Regions from separate parts of the Mus musculus genome. Here region 2 is linked to region 1. The links are chromatin contacts, called in public promoter capture Hi-C maps. All regions are on one chromosome and are shown on one strand. Each heading gives the region's core, a stretch centred on a gene start, on an enhancer-like site or on the middle of the called end of the contact. The rest is flanking DNA. Distances are from core to core; before and after follow the strand shown. Region 1 overlaps Syn3 (synapsin III). Region 2 overlaps Syn3 (synapsin III).

Region 1 (7,652 bases), core at 1,296-3,795:
CTTCACTCTGGGAACCAGACTCTAAACCAGATAAATGGGGCTCCGATGTTACAGGAGAGTGGGAGAGGGCTGCTATCCCATTAGGAAGACCAGGGAGCTGGAGAGATGGCTTACAGTCAAGAAGTCTTGTTCTTGCAGAGGACCTAGGTTTGGTTCTAGGCATCCAATGTCATGGTCACAGCCATCTGGAATATGCATATGTAGACATACATGCAGGCAAACACACTACACATAAAATAATAAACCGTAAGGAGTAAAAAAAAAGGATATAGACTGGTTTCCTCTTCTCTTGGTTTACACACACACACAGAGCTGTGAGCTCTGGTCTCTGAGATCTCTCCACTTGCACAAAAAGCCATCCATACCCATGTGTCCCAGCTCTGGACACTGAACAAGGGTAGGAATGAAAGATGCTTCACATTTAAAAACAAACAAACAAAAAAGCCAATTTGGGTCTTCTAAATACAAGAAAACAACTTTTCACAAATGTTCCAGAAAACCTCAAACAAACAAAAAAAGATGGCTTTCAGATTTGTTTTTTGGTTTGTTTGTTTTTTTTTTTTTTCCTCAGAAACATTAGAGAATTGTTTTCCTTTGGAGTTTGGGGTGGAGTCAAGAAGAGAGGGAGTTTATTCCTGGGAATCTAAAATGTATCTTTCCCAGTAAGGGGGACAAGGGAGCAGAGATCCAAAAATATTGTCTCTGTAGTACTTGTGACACATTTGTGAGGGTGCTCAGGGGAAACACCCGGGACCTCTTCCTCTCTGATCTGGCCCAGGGAATGACCTTGCTCACTGGGAAACAATGTTTCCCTGGGGAGAGTGTGTCCACTGTTGGGGATTCCAGTTCTTGACTTCAGGTTCCTTGTAGCGGCCATTTTCCATTTCTCCGAAGAGAATGTAGAGACTGATCCGGGGCAGAAAACAATGGGTAAGGTTAAAGGAAAGAGGGACAGGCAGGGTGCTGGGAGCCCGGGAGCATTGGGGACAGACTCAAGCACCTTTGTAACTGCTGCTGGAGACTGCCCGTGACCCCAGAGGGATCCATTTAGGGACAGTTTACAGGCCCTTCTGGAATCCATACCCACACCCTAGTTTGCTTTTCAATTTCTGAGGCACTCCAGGTGCTTGTACTCAAAATCCCCTGAAAGTCACAGTCAGGAGAGTCTTAGCAGCCGCCTGAACCCTTAATTTACAGTTGACAGAAAATAGACCTGGAAAAGACAAGAGACTTCCCCCAGGCAAGTTCACAGCAGAACACAGGCCTGGAACCCTGGCTGCCTCATGTGACGTCAGAGCTGCCCAGTGCTTGCTTAGGAGGTCCCTGCTGCTATAGAACTCTCTGTCTCCTCACCACTGATGAGGAGACAGTAAAAATCCTCGAAGACTCACTCTGAGATAGGGTCCCATGTAGCCCAGGCTGCCCTCAAATTCAATATGTAGGAAAACCTTGAACCTCTGATGGCCCCTGTCTCTGCCTCCTGAATGTTGGAGTCATGGCTGCTAGGGGTGGAAGCCCCTAGCATGCAAAGTGAGTACTGTAGTCACATCTCCAGCCCAGCAAAGTGATACCTGAAGATAGTGCTGACGTCATCTATACCTGGTTCTTAGAATAGTATCCCATATATCACCAGTGCTCGGTGACACTGTACTGTCAAGCCCTCCCATGGTGAACAGAGCTTACTGCAAGAACTTCCCCCCACCCACCTCAGGACACAGGCCACCCTGACTCTGTGGGTACACATGGCCAATGATAATTCTGGGACAAAGCCCTCCAATGGGACAGTTGAGTGAGCTCAGCAAAGACATGGGTACAGAGGGGCTCCTGGGTCCTGAAGGGTTTCTGGAGGAAAGGCAGACTTGGTGTTTCATGATGGATAAGGAGTTAGCCAGGAGAGGGGTGGGCAGAGAGACCTGGGTACAGGGTCTGGCAGTGAGAATATCCAATGACCCCAGAGCTGAGCAAGGGGCAGAGTGGGTTTGTCAGGGTGAATCAGGTGACAGACAGGGGAAGACTGGATTCCAACAGTAGAGGAAAGAGGTGGTGAACACAGCCTTGTCACAGGTCTATCAAGACTTTATGTTCCCTTTAGACCATCAGCTGCTGATACCTAGTGATCAACTGACTCACATCTCTGAGCCTCAGTTTCCCCTTCTACTCCAAAAGTAGACTGACCAACATGACCTCCCATAATGCCACCCCTTCTTCCTTAAGGACAGCTGATTTCCAAGGAGAATTTCATTTTAGGCCTGTGTCCTGCCAGGAGCCCCGAGACAAATGTCTTTCCTCTTTTGTCTTCTCTGTTAACCCTGGGTCACTTCCAGCCTGTGTCAAATTTTTAGTTGTTGTTATAACTGAGCCCCCACTAGTTCCCAGTTCTGAGGACATCTTTAACCTTGGGCCAGAAGAGAGAGGGCCAGCCCCAGCCCTGGGAGGACGGTGGAGTGGGAAATGAGGGGTTGGGAAATGAGGGGGTGGAGACCGACGCCCCAAAGAAAAGTACAGAAAAGGTCAACACATGCTTCCTGGCCCCAGTCACGTTGCTGGACTCCAGCTTGTGGAGGCTGAGTTGAACTGAATCCAGGGAGGGAGCCCAGACATCAGGAAGGACCCAGCTGGGCACTTTGCATGGAGGACATTGCCATCTAGTGGTCATTCTGTGTTGAGCCCAGTGTCAACATTCCTGGAATCTGAAGCCCTCTTCAGGGTCCTTCAGCCTCCTTTGCTCCCTCCCCACTAGGTCATGGACAGTTCAATGCCCCTGATTGGAGAACACGTGGAAGAAGACAAGCAGCTAATGGCTGACCTTGTCGTTTCCAAGATGAGCCAACTCCTGGTGCCAGGGGCCACGGTGCCCTCACCTCTGAGACCTTGGGTAAGGTTCTCTTGAGAACAAAGAATAGTGGCTCTGGAATGAAAGCCCCTAGGATCCAAAGGAGATAACCCCGGGCTGGCATCATGTAGAATGGGTTGGGGACAGAGGCAGGAAGGGCCTTGCAGGGGCCCTCTCAGAGCCTCATATTCCCTAGGAAGAAAACTGTCCCATCAGCCTTTAGACAGATTGTTAGCAACATTCATCTCTGTGTTCCCATGTTGGACCTGAGCAGAGGTGTGTGCAAGAATACTTGTACACAGATGCCCTATGTCCCCAGTGCACAGGTCAATAGAAACTATTGTGTCTCAGTTTTCCCCACCCCCCAAACCAGCAATCTCACAATACACACACACACACACACACACACACACACACACACACACACACTGCTCAGGCCTTAGCAGGGACTACCAGACCAGTCTTCAAAAGTTTACCAGCTTGCTAGCCTTCTGGGAAAGCAAGTTTCAAATCTTGCCCCCAACCCCAGCCCCTCCTTATTCCACAGAAACTCATCTCTTCATAGACAGGGGGAAAGTAGTTAAACTCAAGGGGCTGTTGGGAGCCAGGGGGCGGGGGGAGGCATTTGCAGCATCCTAAAAATCTATTCTAAAAATCTATCATGAGCTACACTGAAGAATTGCGCATCATGGATTTTACATCGGTGATTTTTTTAAGGCTTATATAAGGCTTAGCCTCCCACCAGAAATACTGTAGCCACTGGCATCATTTCTCTTCTCTTGCTCTAGGGTCCACAGACTAAACCTGCAAAATCTCCAGGGCAAGGCCAGCTAGGACCTCTACTAGGACAGCCCCAGCCAAGGCCACCTCCACAAGGTAAGCCACAGGTCAGCCACAGAGAGACACTGTTTTCAATAACATTGAAATGCAGTGCAGAGGACTGTGAGGTGTCTCAGTGAGAAGAACTCCTTTTGTGCAAGCATGAAGACATGAGTTCAAATCCCCGTCACACAAGTAACAAGCTGGGCATAGGCAAACATGCCTGTAGCTACAGCACTGGAGGAAGGGAGAAACAGGCAGTTCTTGGGAACTGGCTAACGGGTTAGTCTAGCTCAAATGGTCAGCTTCAGGCTCAACAAGAGATGCTGTCCAAAGCAGTGTTTCTCAACCTGTGGGTCATAACACCTTTATGGTTGCATATCAGATATCCTGCATATCAGACATATACGTTGTGAATCATAATAGTAGCAGAATTACAGTTATAAAGTAGCAAGGTGGTCACTGAAATGTGAGGAACTAGATTAAGGGGTCACGGCATCAGGAAGGTTGAGAACCACTGGGCTAGAGTAAGGTAGGAAGCAATAGAGAAAGACACTCAGTGTCCTCTAACCTCCACGTGTACATCCAAGGGTGTGTACCTACACAGAGCAACTAAATAATAATTAAATCAATAAAAGTGCATTGCTGGAGACAATGGTTCTCTACCTTCCTGGTGCTGCAACCCTTTAACACAGTTCCTCGTGTTGTGGTAATTCTAAACCACAAAATTATGCTTGTTGCTATTTCATAACTAATTTTGCTACTGTTATGAAGTGTAATGTAAAGATCTGTGTTTTCTAGTGGTCTTAGGCAATCCCTGTGAAAGGGTTGACCACACGCACGCACGCACACACTCATGCACGCACGCACACACACACGAGGCCACGATCCATGAGAACTGCTGGTCTAGACAATCCATCCTGGTGCTTTATCCTTACTGTGTATACTCCCTCCATCTACATGATGAGGACCCTAGGAGGGATGCTGTCCTCCTGAGGTCAGGGAAGGAGTTGGAAAGAGAGAACAGAAGGATTGCTAAGTATTTAACCTGTCAGCCCCTGTGCTGGGGCCACTCCCTTCTACACTGGAATTCGTCCTCCCTACTGCTCTGTAGAGGAAGCGTTAGGGTTTCCCTGTTCCCCAGTAGGAAGTTGAAGCTTTGCCCAGGAAGGCACAATGAGAAGATGGCTGGTTTACAAGCCTGGACCTTTAAGCCTTCTGGGAAATGTTATTTCTAGCCACTAGTGGTGCCTGAGTATACATTTGTGAGCCAAGCAGCTAGAGTGAGAAAGATAAAAGAAACTCCTAACATTATACCCTCAGCTGCCAACATTATTCCTCAAAAGAGTTGCTGCTTGATAGGGGGTGGATACAGGAAGGACCACAAGAAGTGAGGGGAAGGGGCGGGGGTGTCAGGAGAATAGCTAAAGACCTCCTGGAGGAAGGCTCTCCCACGAAAGGGCTCAAGAGGAGTACCTACAAGCATGTCTCTTGCAGCAGAGGAGGGTGCTCAGCTCCGCTGCTCTGAGCCAGCTGGGGCTTCAGAACAGCTTGCCATGGGAATGCCAAGGCAGATGATCTCCTGTGGTCTTGACAGAAGGTGTCTCCTCCATTCTGTCCTGAACTTTCTAGTCACTTCTATTAAAGTGACAGATGGCTTCCTCTTCCACAGCTCTAGGAAACACAGCTCCCACTTCCTTCCCTCCCTGCCTTCATCCCTTTCAGCCTTCTCTCTCTCCTTCCTGTAAAAGCAACTTTGTCTCAGAGGCTCACTGCCTGTGTCTGCTAACCTAGGCCGCCTAGTCCTGGAAGCTTCTAGCTTCTGTACAATCTACTCCTAGAATGTTTTTCAGCATCTGGGACTTGCTGATGAATATATTCACCCTTTCTAGTTCTTTCTGATTTCTGGCTGGCTAATTCAACTCAGCTATCTGGTTCAAATTCCTCTCCAAGCTGACTGATTCAATCTGGCTTCTCTTGCCTTCTCCTGAATTGCTCTGCTTGGCTTCATACTAACTTTGGCAATGTGTTCTAATCTTCTGGTTTCTTTTCACTCTCTGGCTAGTTCCGTCATCACCTTGTTCTCTCTTCAACCTCTCTCTGTAAAAGAGAGAACAAGGTGATGACAGAACTAGGGTGATGCCCCTTCCCTTTTCTCTCTCTCCCTGCTCTTCCTTAGGTAGCCTCTCTTTCCTTGTGAGAGTTGGCATATCCTATTCTGTCAAATCTTTCTCTGATTCATCACTTTGTCTGCTACTCAATTAGACTTCACTTTCAAACATGGGTGCTTCCTTTTAGAAACTAACTTTACCTTCATGTTTGGGATTAAAGGTATATATTAAGGACCTGTCTGTATACCAGCCAGAGGAATTAAAAGTGTTCTCTAAGGCTAAACCACACCACAACTAGAAACATGGTTTTTCCAGTAAACAGCACAATCTTGGGGTTCATAGTGTGATGAAATAGCTTACAACATCTTCCTTCTTTTCCCTGTTACTTTATTTATTTAGCATAACCCTCCAGATTAACTTCCTTTCTCATATAAATGCCTTTGAAATTGACTGCCTCCCACCCTGTATACTCTAAATGTATACCCAGTAATCAAAATTATATTTAACCATGGCCTAAAATACCAATTAGGTGGCACTTTAATTCTCAATATCTGTGATCAAATACTCTTCTCTGAATATAACAAACAAGGCATGATGAGTCACACCTGTAATCCCAGCATAAACGAAGCTGAGGTAGGAGGACTGCTGTGGATTTGAGGTTAGCCTGGGCTACCAGTGAGTGCAATGTCAGGCCAGCCTGGGCTACAGTGTGAGATTCTGTCTCAAAAGGGCGAGTGGAACGCTGAGGAGACAGTTTTGATCTCACATTTCAAAACCAAATGAAACAAACAAACAAACAAACCCCTTGGTGTGGCACTGTGCTTGTAATCCTAGAGCTGGAAAGGTGGAGACTGGGGGAATCTTTGAAGCTAGTTTGTCAACTAGCCTACTTGGAGAGTTTCAGTCTTAAAAAAGAAAAATTTTGACCTCTAACCTCCATAGGCAAGTTTGTACCCATACAGCTATGTGCACAAGCACACACACACATACACACACACACACACACACACACACACACACACACACACACACATGGACAAGGAGCATGGGGCAGAGGGTTGGCATATAATAACATACCCAAAACTGTGTGCATTCTGGAGTCCAGAGTTAGCCTCCCCAGTTATTTCAGAGTCTTTCTTCCAAAAATGTATTTTATTCTCTCTAGTGACAAGTCTTCACAGTTTGAATAACTCAGATCCCTTTACAATAAAGAACAGCAGCAGTAATTGTGTGGACAGAAACCTGCTAGCCCCATACAGGGCTTGCCCACCCACTTTCCCTGTCTATGCTACGCCCACCATCCGCCCCAGGGAAAGCAGGAAGAATTTCACAAAGGGAGATTGCAGGAGTCTACCATGAGGTCAGCTTCCCCTCGTAACAAAATACCCAAAACCAACTTAAAAAGAAGAGCTTTGTTTGGGCTCCTGTTTCAGAGGTTGAATCACATGACCCTTTGTTTGGGGCCAGTGATGACACAGTACTCACAGCAGTGGAAACATGTCATAGAAGAAGACAGTTTACTTGTGGAAACAGGGAAACAGAGAGACAAGGCTTAGGCCCCCATCACCCTTTCAAGGTCATGTGCTCAGTGACCTACCTTCCATTAAGCCCTGGCCCTTCTACTTTATCCCCAGAGTGACACAAACCTGGATGAAGCCCCTCACACATAGAGCTTTGGGGGCCTTTTAGACACAAACTAAAGCAAACCCTGTATAGTGAACAGTCACGTTCTGGAGGAGTAGATACGTTCAGTCCAGTCCTGGTCTCACCACCTTTCAGGTTTAGCTAAGTGATAACGCCCCTGACAAAGCTCAAGTTCCTCGTGACAATGAAAGAAATAACCGCTTCCAAGCATATAAGCTAACGATGACGGCCATTAGAAAGGGATC
Region 2 (7,652 bases), core at 1,563-4,062, 210 kb before region 1:
GTAAGGGCATGGTGTTTACAGCATTAGATGTGAGCTCAAGATCTTCCTGAGATTTTCAAGAAAGGGGAAAGACTATGAGGAAGGAGAGGTGAAAAAGTAAGGCTAAGGCACACAGGAAAATGTCTCCCATTGCTTTCTGACCCCACCATTTGCACAGCACCTGAGCATCTCTATTCAGATCCTCATGGATCTCTGAGTTTTACAGATGAAGACAGCAATTCCATAGTAGCAACACCAGGATGTAGAGCTGTATGGTGACTGTCCCTCTTGGGAGTATTTCAGTGGATATCAATTTAGACCCTAAGCCCGGATGCAAGCTCATCCTCTTGACTTAGAGCCAGATTTATTTTAGGCCACTAGGCTACCTTTTGCCATTTTCCTATCCAGTTCTTAAGAAACCTGTAGCATTTGGCTATTGGGAGCTGCCCTCTGACCCCACCCAAGCTGGTTTCCTCAGAGATTTCTTTGCTTCTTTGCAAAGGAAGAAATAAGAGGGATGTCCAAGAGCTATTAACTGTACGTGTCCAGTTCTCGTCAGAGGACCTGTTACAGAGAAGCAGAATTCCTGTTCCATGCTGGATCCCCCTCTCTGCTAGTTCTTCAGGAAAGCTGATTAGCAACTGCAGCTTCTCCCTCCAGTTTTAGAGGCACCCAGACCCCTGTATGGACATCAGTACTGTTCCTCTGTCTCCATGCTTTGTCCTACTTCCAAAGATGCTTATTCATCGCCTGCTATTTCTCTCTATTCATTGATCATCTATGTCAACTTTCTTGTCCTCATTTTTAGATCTGAACTTTCTTTACCCAAGGTAGTAAAGACCCTAAAACTTCCCATTGGCTTCCTGTGGATCTATTACAGTTCAGATCACTGCCAATAATCTCTGGAGTACTCTGAGTCCCCAATGCTACATACATACGAGTCATGTAGACAGACTATCTGGATTTGAAGCCTGGCTCTGCCTCAGTTTCCAAGTCAGTAAATGGGAATGCCCTCGTTTGCTTTTTGTTACTGTGAAAGTCATCATAACATAAACAACTTAAAGGAAGAAAAGAAACAACTTATTTGTCTGTGCGTGGAAGGAAGTCAGAGCAGGGACTCATGGTCTGGAGCAGAAACCAAGGAAGAAATGATGTTTGCTGGTTCTTACTTCCTGGTTCACATTCAGCCTTTTTCATACAGATCAGGCTTACCTGCCTAGGAAGGGATGACACCACCCGTGGTGGGCAGGGTCCTCCCACATCAATTAGCAATCAAGAAAATGCCCCACAGACATGCCAAAAAGCCAATCTGCTGGAGGCAATATTCCAGTTAAGATGTTCTCTTGTGAAGGTTAAATGAATTCCCATGGTGTCTTAGTCAGGGTTTCTATTCCTGCACAAACATTATGACCAAGAAGCAAGTTGGGGAGGAAAGGGTTTATTGGGCTTACACTTCCATGTTGCTGTTCATCACCAAGGAAGTCAGGACTGGAACTCAAGCAGGTCAGGAAGCAGGAGCTGATGCAGAGGCCATGGAGTTTCTTACTGGCTTGCTTCCCCTGGCTTGCTCAGCCTGCTCTCTTATAGAACCAAGACTACCAGCCCAGAGATGGTCCCACCCACAAGGGGCCTATCCCCCTTGATCACTAATTGAGAAAATGCCTTACAGTTGGATCTCATGGAGGCATTTCCTCAACTGAAGCTCCTTTCTCTGTGATAACTCCAGATGTGTCAAGTTGACACAAAACTAGCTAGTACACATGGTATATACAAATACAAAAAATAATAATTACTTTATGGATTTACTAAACATGTTTTTGCCTTTTACAATAAGATTGTGTTTGTATAGCTTACACATTCAAAGTTCTGAGAAGAGTGCTGATGCTTTCTACTGCCACTGTAGCCACAACAGCATAAGAGTAACTATGAGGTTAGTGCCATTGCTCCTACGTGTCCAGAAGTAGAATATCTCAGTTTGACTAGGCCTTCTGGTTTACCAACTACTACTCTTTTTCTCAACAGGCTCTGGAGGTGAGTAGCATTTTCTTCGCCTTTCATACAAGCATAATGAGGCTCAGAGACACAAGAGTTGACATAGCCTAGATCATCTAACCAAGAGGTGGAAGACCAAAACATGCTCCTCAGTCCTTGTGACTATGGTGCCAAGCTGCACCCAGCCTTGTCCTGTTCATTTTTCCTTTGCTCCTCTCTTCATGGGTACAGCCATTAGGCTTTCCTTACCAGGAGTCTTCATGTCCTTAGAAGAGCGACCCATTCAAGATCTATAAAGCTTAACGCATCCAATTGGACATAGCATCCAGCCAGGTCTGCTAAAGTAATTTTCAATCTGACATTGCATTCATTCCAACCTTTTGTCTTCTTGGCCCATTTCTAAGCTCGATGCATTATAACAAAGAGATTTATTTCTGAATGGTTGCTGTTCACACAGAAATAAAGGAGCCAATACCGTTGTGTTGAGAATTGGCGTATTGTACAGCCTAAAGAAACATAACATGGGCAAAGCAAAAAAGGTTCCAATTCCTAGGCCTCTTGGGTAATCATGGTAGCACTCACTTGAGACACACCCCCTTTCCCAGTTCAGACTCCCTGTCTATTCTTTCTTTTGGGATATGATACCCTCTGGTATCTGAGATTGCAAATCTGATGTCCAGACCCCTCCCCTCACAATCCATACTGTCTCTGTGGAGAAAACACACTCTGGCCAGACTCCCGAAGGATCCCCATTCCAGGCTGCTGAGTCCTTCATGAGCCCCACAGGATGGTTTGAGAGTTCCTCTGCCCTGACAGTCTCCTGATGTGGTTATTTTTAAGGAAAGTTCCACAGAGCAAAACCTCACAGGGACACTGGTGTTTGAGGGCTGGGCTCTTCCTGCCTTCCTCTGGAGACTGGTTTTGAGGTTGAATCACTGAATCATTCAGCAAAAGTAAATAAATAAGCGGAGGAAGGGAATCTTCCTCAAAAGGAATTGTGTTACCTCCTCCTCTGACACAAAGCATCTGTCATCACCGAGGAGTTGTCGACAGTCTCTCTGGGACTGTCCTTTATTCCAGAGGCACACACACTCCTTTCCTTAGAGAGGGGATGAGGAACAAGCTGTCCATGTTCCACAGTTTCTGAGGAGACTGACCTCAATGTCCTCTTCCTCCTCCTCCTCCTTCCTCTCAAGTAAAATGACCTGCCCATGTGCCTGAGGTCTTGTGAATTTGCTTGGTTTCCTCTGGGGCTCACCCACTCCTTCTTGTAACTCCAGCATGTAGTTTCCGTGGGGCTACCTCTTGTTTCTCTCCCCTGTGCCAGTTTTCCCTTGACTCTTCCCCTTCATGCAAAGAACAGGACAGAGAGCTCATCTGATCCCCAAGTCCAAGCCCCCAGCTTTGAAGATTTGGCAAATGAAGTTGGGGCAGCTGCAGAGACCAGAACTGGGACTCATGGAAGCTTAGAGGAAGAGTGAAGGCTACAGTCATAGCCACATTGCTCCATGGAGTATTTCACCGGCTGTTGAATTGAATAGACCCCAACACTCCACCTCCTGATTTTTAGATGCTGCCCTTGCATGGGTGAGCTCCTGGACCCCATATACCTTGAGGGCATCCCTGCTAGGTCAAAAGGGCTGAGAGATAAAACAGGACATTCAGAGGAGCATTTGGTGGGCCTTCAATATCCATTATGCCAGGTATCTCTGACCCTTGTCTCAACTACTTGGCCAGTTTTGAGGTCTCCTGGGTCATCACATCAATGTCTTCCCCTGAATGGAGCCCACTCAAGATCTTCTGTAGCACAACATTCATCCATCACCTCAGTTCCAAACTTAGGATTATTAAGATCTAGGACATTAGAGCCATTCTGACACATTTCCTATCCTCTCTCCCCATTTGTTTTAACACCTCTCCTCTCACTGGGTGATGAGGCTCATTTCTAAAACCTGATGAACCTCAGTAAGAAGTGATGAACCTCAGAAGCTGGTGTGGACATGCCAGGAGTACCATAGGGTGGCCTGAATGGACTTTCTAGCAATCTGTCCTTCCATGGTAGGACATGCCATCATGAAGGCTCGACTTCATAGTCACTCGAAGATCTAGGGAAAGTTAAGTTGCTGATCATGTCTGAGCCCTGTTTTCTTGTTTCTCTCTTGGGGAATCTGCCTAACAACTTGCCTATTGTGAGGATGGGACTTCATGGTATTGTTTAGGGGAAAGTGCTTGGGAGCCCTTGTTTCTCTCATCTCCTGAGTTGCTGGGCAGAGGTCATAGAATGAAGGGAGAGTTTAGCTTAGACTCCAACCTCTAAGACTTTAAAACATGACAAGCATAAATGTTTCTAAACATGTAATTGTCAAACACTATTGTTAACCACCCAGGAAGCCTGACGCGTCTACCTGTGTTACATTTCATGACTTCACTGCAGTCTTGGTTCCAAACATACAGCATGGGCACTTCCCACTGAAATGCCTCACACAGCTCAGGTTTGAGACCACCACATGTTATGAACTGTGATGTTTTTACTGCACATTTCTATAAGAGAAAAAAATCCTGATTTAATTTTAGAAAACAAAGACATAATACTTTCCTTCCTCCACTCCTTAACATGCAAGTATCAAATTAATATATCTTTGGATTGTGTTCTGTTAGAATGTTTGATTTTTAAAATTATTGCTTTAGTTTCTGACATGAGTTTCATTAAAAAAATATTCGGATGGAGTTTTATCTTGGGATTAGGCAAAACTTTCTAGCAATTTCTGAAATGGCTGTAACCATTCTTCTACCATTTTATACCATGTATTTATGCAAAATAGCATTCTCAGCAGTGACCATTATAAAATCAAAATATGAGTCACATCTGAAATAGAAGGGCTGGAGAGGTGGCTTAGTGATTCAAGTGCTTGTCTCACAAGTGCGAGATGCAGAATTTACAACCCAGAAATTCACATGCCTAGTAGCCTGCCTACCTGTAGCTCCAGCCTTGGAGGCCAGAGAGCAAGCTGGGTAGCAAGACTTGTTTATATATTGGCAGCTTCAATGATTTTGTTACAGCAACATGAAATGGACTAATGCAGGAATCTCAGAGAAAGAGACCAAGAATATACACAAGTAAGTCTGCATAGCCAAGATCTGCCCTGATCCCCGTGAAGCCTCATTAACTGAGTCTAGAACCTCACATCATATTCAATTTAACTCAGAACACTTTCAGTATTCACCTCCTCCACACAATGCAGCCACCATGTGAATCAAGGCAAGGCATCACTCCGGCTTGTTTGTTTGTTTTGAAATAATTGCCAGGAAGTGTTGATCAGTTTTTAAAAATTTCACATCACTAACTTTGACCCAACTTCTGGAATTTAAGCTACTAATGAAACACCTCACTCAGCCCACATTCACCCCGTGGGTGTATGCTTGTTCTACCCGTAAGCACAAGCATCAATCCATTTCATTATGTCTTCCAGTGGTGTTATGGGAAAGTATTTGGAAATAGAAATGTATGTTATTTTATCGTGTTATTTCTCCTATCACAATCAATGATATGTGCCATTTTTACTAAAAATCATGCAGGTGGATAACTGTGGATTTTTCTTGCAGTAAAGTGATGTTCACACAGTTCAAGAAGCATCATAAGTTATTTGTAGAATTTTCCTATAGGTACTGAGGACAGAATCCCAGACACACTAACCACATGCTATTCTCCTGAGTTCCATGTCAGCCCAGTAGATGTTGGTTATAGGAAGAGGACATTGAGTGTGAGACGAAGGTGATGTTACTGTGGTAGATAAAGAGGCACCATAACAGAATGGAGACAAGTTTTTCCGTAGGCTTCTGCTGAGGCCAGAAGAGTGGAAGCACTGTAGCAGGAGTCTAAAGACCTGAGTTCAAATCTTGGTTCTGCCTTATCTCGATGTTGAAAGCCAACCAAACCTCCCTGGCCTTTGTTTCTGGACCATAAAGGGATCCTCTCAGATGATAACTGGGGTGGGGGGTGTCTTACAATGTAACAGACTGTAGCTCTGAATCATTTTTGAGGGACCCTAAGAGTCCTTCTGGGACAATTGACACCTTAGGTCTTGGAGTGATAAGAGTGTTCATTGGTATGAATGGAAGACACCATCTTGGGAAGGCTATTTTATTTCTCTAGGCCTTAGATTTATCCACAGTGAAATCAGAATTTCAAACATCCTACATCATTAGGGTGTTAGACTCATCAAGTATCACTTCTAAAAGTATTGTAACTTAGTGGTTCTCAGTACATGCTAGAAGTTAGTTTTCTTCTTCTATCCTCCCTACCTTCTCTGACTTCTGTAGACCAACCCCCAACCTCTACTCTGCTCCCTAGCCTTCTGTCACAGAAAAAGTTGGAGAAAAGATGGAAATGTGGAGGCTGAGTCTCCACAGTATTCTTGCTGAAAGGTTAGGAGTTCCTGATTACTCCAGAGAATTTCCACTTCCCTTTACTGGGCCAGCTCTAGGATCCCTGGAGATAAAAATAACTAAGACAGTAAAACTCTCTGGGGGCTTCTCTATCCCTCACCCAAAGCCATTCTCTCCTGAGAAGCCAAGGAAAGAATTTCCACTTAGTCTGGTACCACAGGACCAGGAGCCTTGACCGTCAAGTCAACTTCTGATCCAGCCAGTGAGGACGATGCAAAGACTAGTTGAGAGTATACATTTGATGATGTGCTGGAATTTGTGATGTAAGTCAAAGTAAGTGGATGTGGGGAACCACATCAATGAATCCCAACACACCCTGCTTATCTTGTTCTTGAGCCAAGCCTTCAATGGGTGGAGGACTGTGTTTTCAGAAGAAGTGATTCAATGGCTTTGAGATTTCATAGTCTAGGAATTGATGACTGGCAAAATATGGGAAGGGGAAGGAGAAAACATCCCTGGTCATGGGGTAACCCCTTCCCAAAGTTCCAATTTGTCAGCCCTCTTGCCTTTAGAGCCTTCAGTTGTCAGCTCTTCCCCATTCACTACACCCTAGGAAACCCATTCATACTGACGTCAACAGGAATCAAAAGTTTCCTTTAGGTGACTCTCTTTGCCCATTTGCCTAGCTCAGCATCAAAGAGTTCTCAGGACAAGGGAGGCTGAGCCAAGTGGCTCAGAGCATGATCAGCAACCTGTCTACACATTGACAGTTCAGATCCAAGGACACACAGCCCTGTGAATAGGACCCACATTCTAGAGGAGGTAATTGTCAAAGAAGGGGGTCAAGCAACTCCATCAATGGCTGTGAACCTGAGAATGTTGGGAGGAAAAGCCAGAGAGGTGCACCTCTCCCTGTTCAGAGATGAGTAGATCCTACAGGGCTTCTCAGAGGAGAGGGCTATGAAAAGACCTTAAGGAAAGAGCCTGCCAATTATACAAGATGCATATAGTGTTGTCACCTGACATGTGGTCACATGACCAGTTAGTAAAAGACTATGGATAACTTGATATCTACTGAGTGTATTAGTTCCCTCTTTCATTGCTGTGACCACATTCGTGACAAAAGTAATGTAAGGAGGGAGGATTTCTTTTGGCTCATGGCTTGAGACTCCGCTCCATTATGGCAGGAGCAAAAGGTCATGTTGCATCTGTGGTCAGGAAGAGGAAAGACATGAACACTGGTGTTCAGCTTACTTTCTTCATTTGTCCCTAACCGTAAGATTTTTAATATTTCA

Evidence for each region. Capture Hi-C pulls out chosen DNA fragments and counts their contacts.
Region 2: a contact with region 1 is called in a promoter capture Hi-C map of adipose tissue. The contact joins two enhancer-like sites. A contact is called at or near these places in 1 of 15 datasets of contacts at CTCF or cohesin (the NIH/3T3 cell line), 3 of 484 Hi-C or Micro-C datasets (embryonic fibroblasts, nephron progenitors and uterus) and 3 of 9 other capture datasets (adipose tissue, liver and pancreatic islet).

What each region holds. Positions count from the first base shown.
Region 1 is chr10:86,060,019-86,067,670 of GRCm38.p6, reverse strand. It overlaps Syn3 (synapsin III), which reads left to right. Exons shown (of 14, transcript NM_013722.3): 11 at 2,741-2,875; 12 at 3,622-3,709. Among named protein-coding and RNA genes, the nearest start is that of Gm51812, 5.2 kb to the left of the region's middle. Within about 2 kb of position 2,545, at least 59 of the 459 cell types and tissues checked have an H3K27ac peak or open chromatin away from gene starts, as enhancers often do. A contact at or near this core is called in the NIH/3T3 cell line, adipose tissue and embryonic fibroblasts, where this site is marked.
Region 2 is chr10:86,265,786-86,273,437 of GRCm38.p6, reverse strand. All of the region lies in intron 6 of Syn3 (synapsin III), which reads left to right. Among named protein-coding and RNA genes, the nearest start is that of Timp3, 31 kb to the left of the region's middle. Within about 2 kb of position 2,812, at least 37 of the 459 cell types and tissues checked have an H3K27ac peak or open chromatin away from gene starts, as enhancers often do. A contact at or near this core is called in the NIH/3T3 cell line, adipose tissue and embryonic fibroblasts, where this site is marked.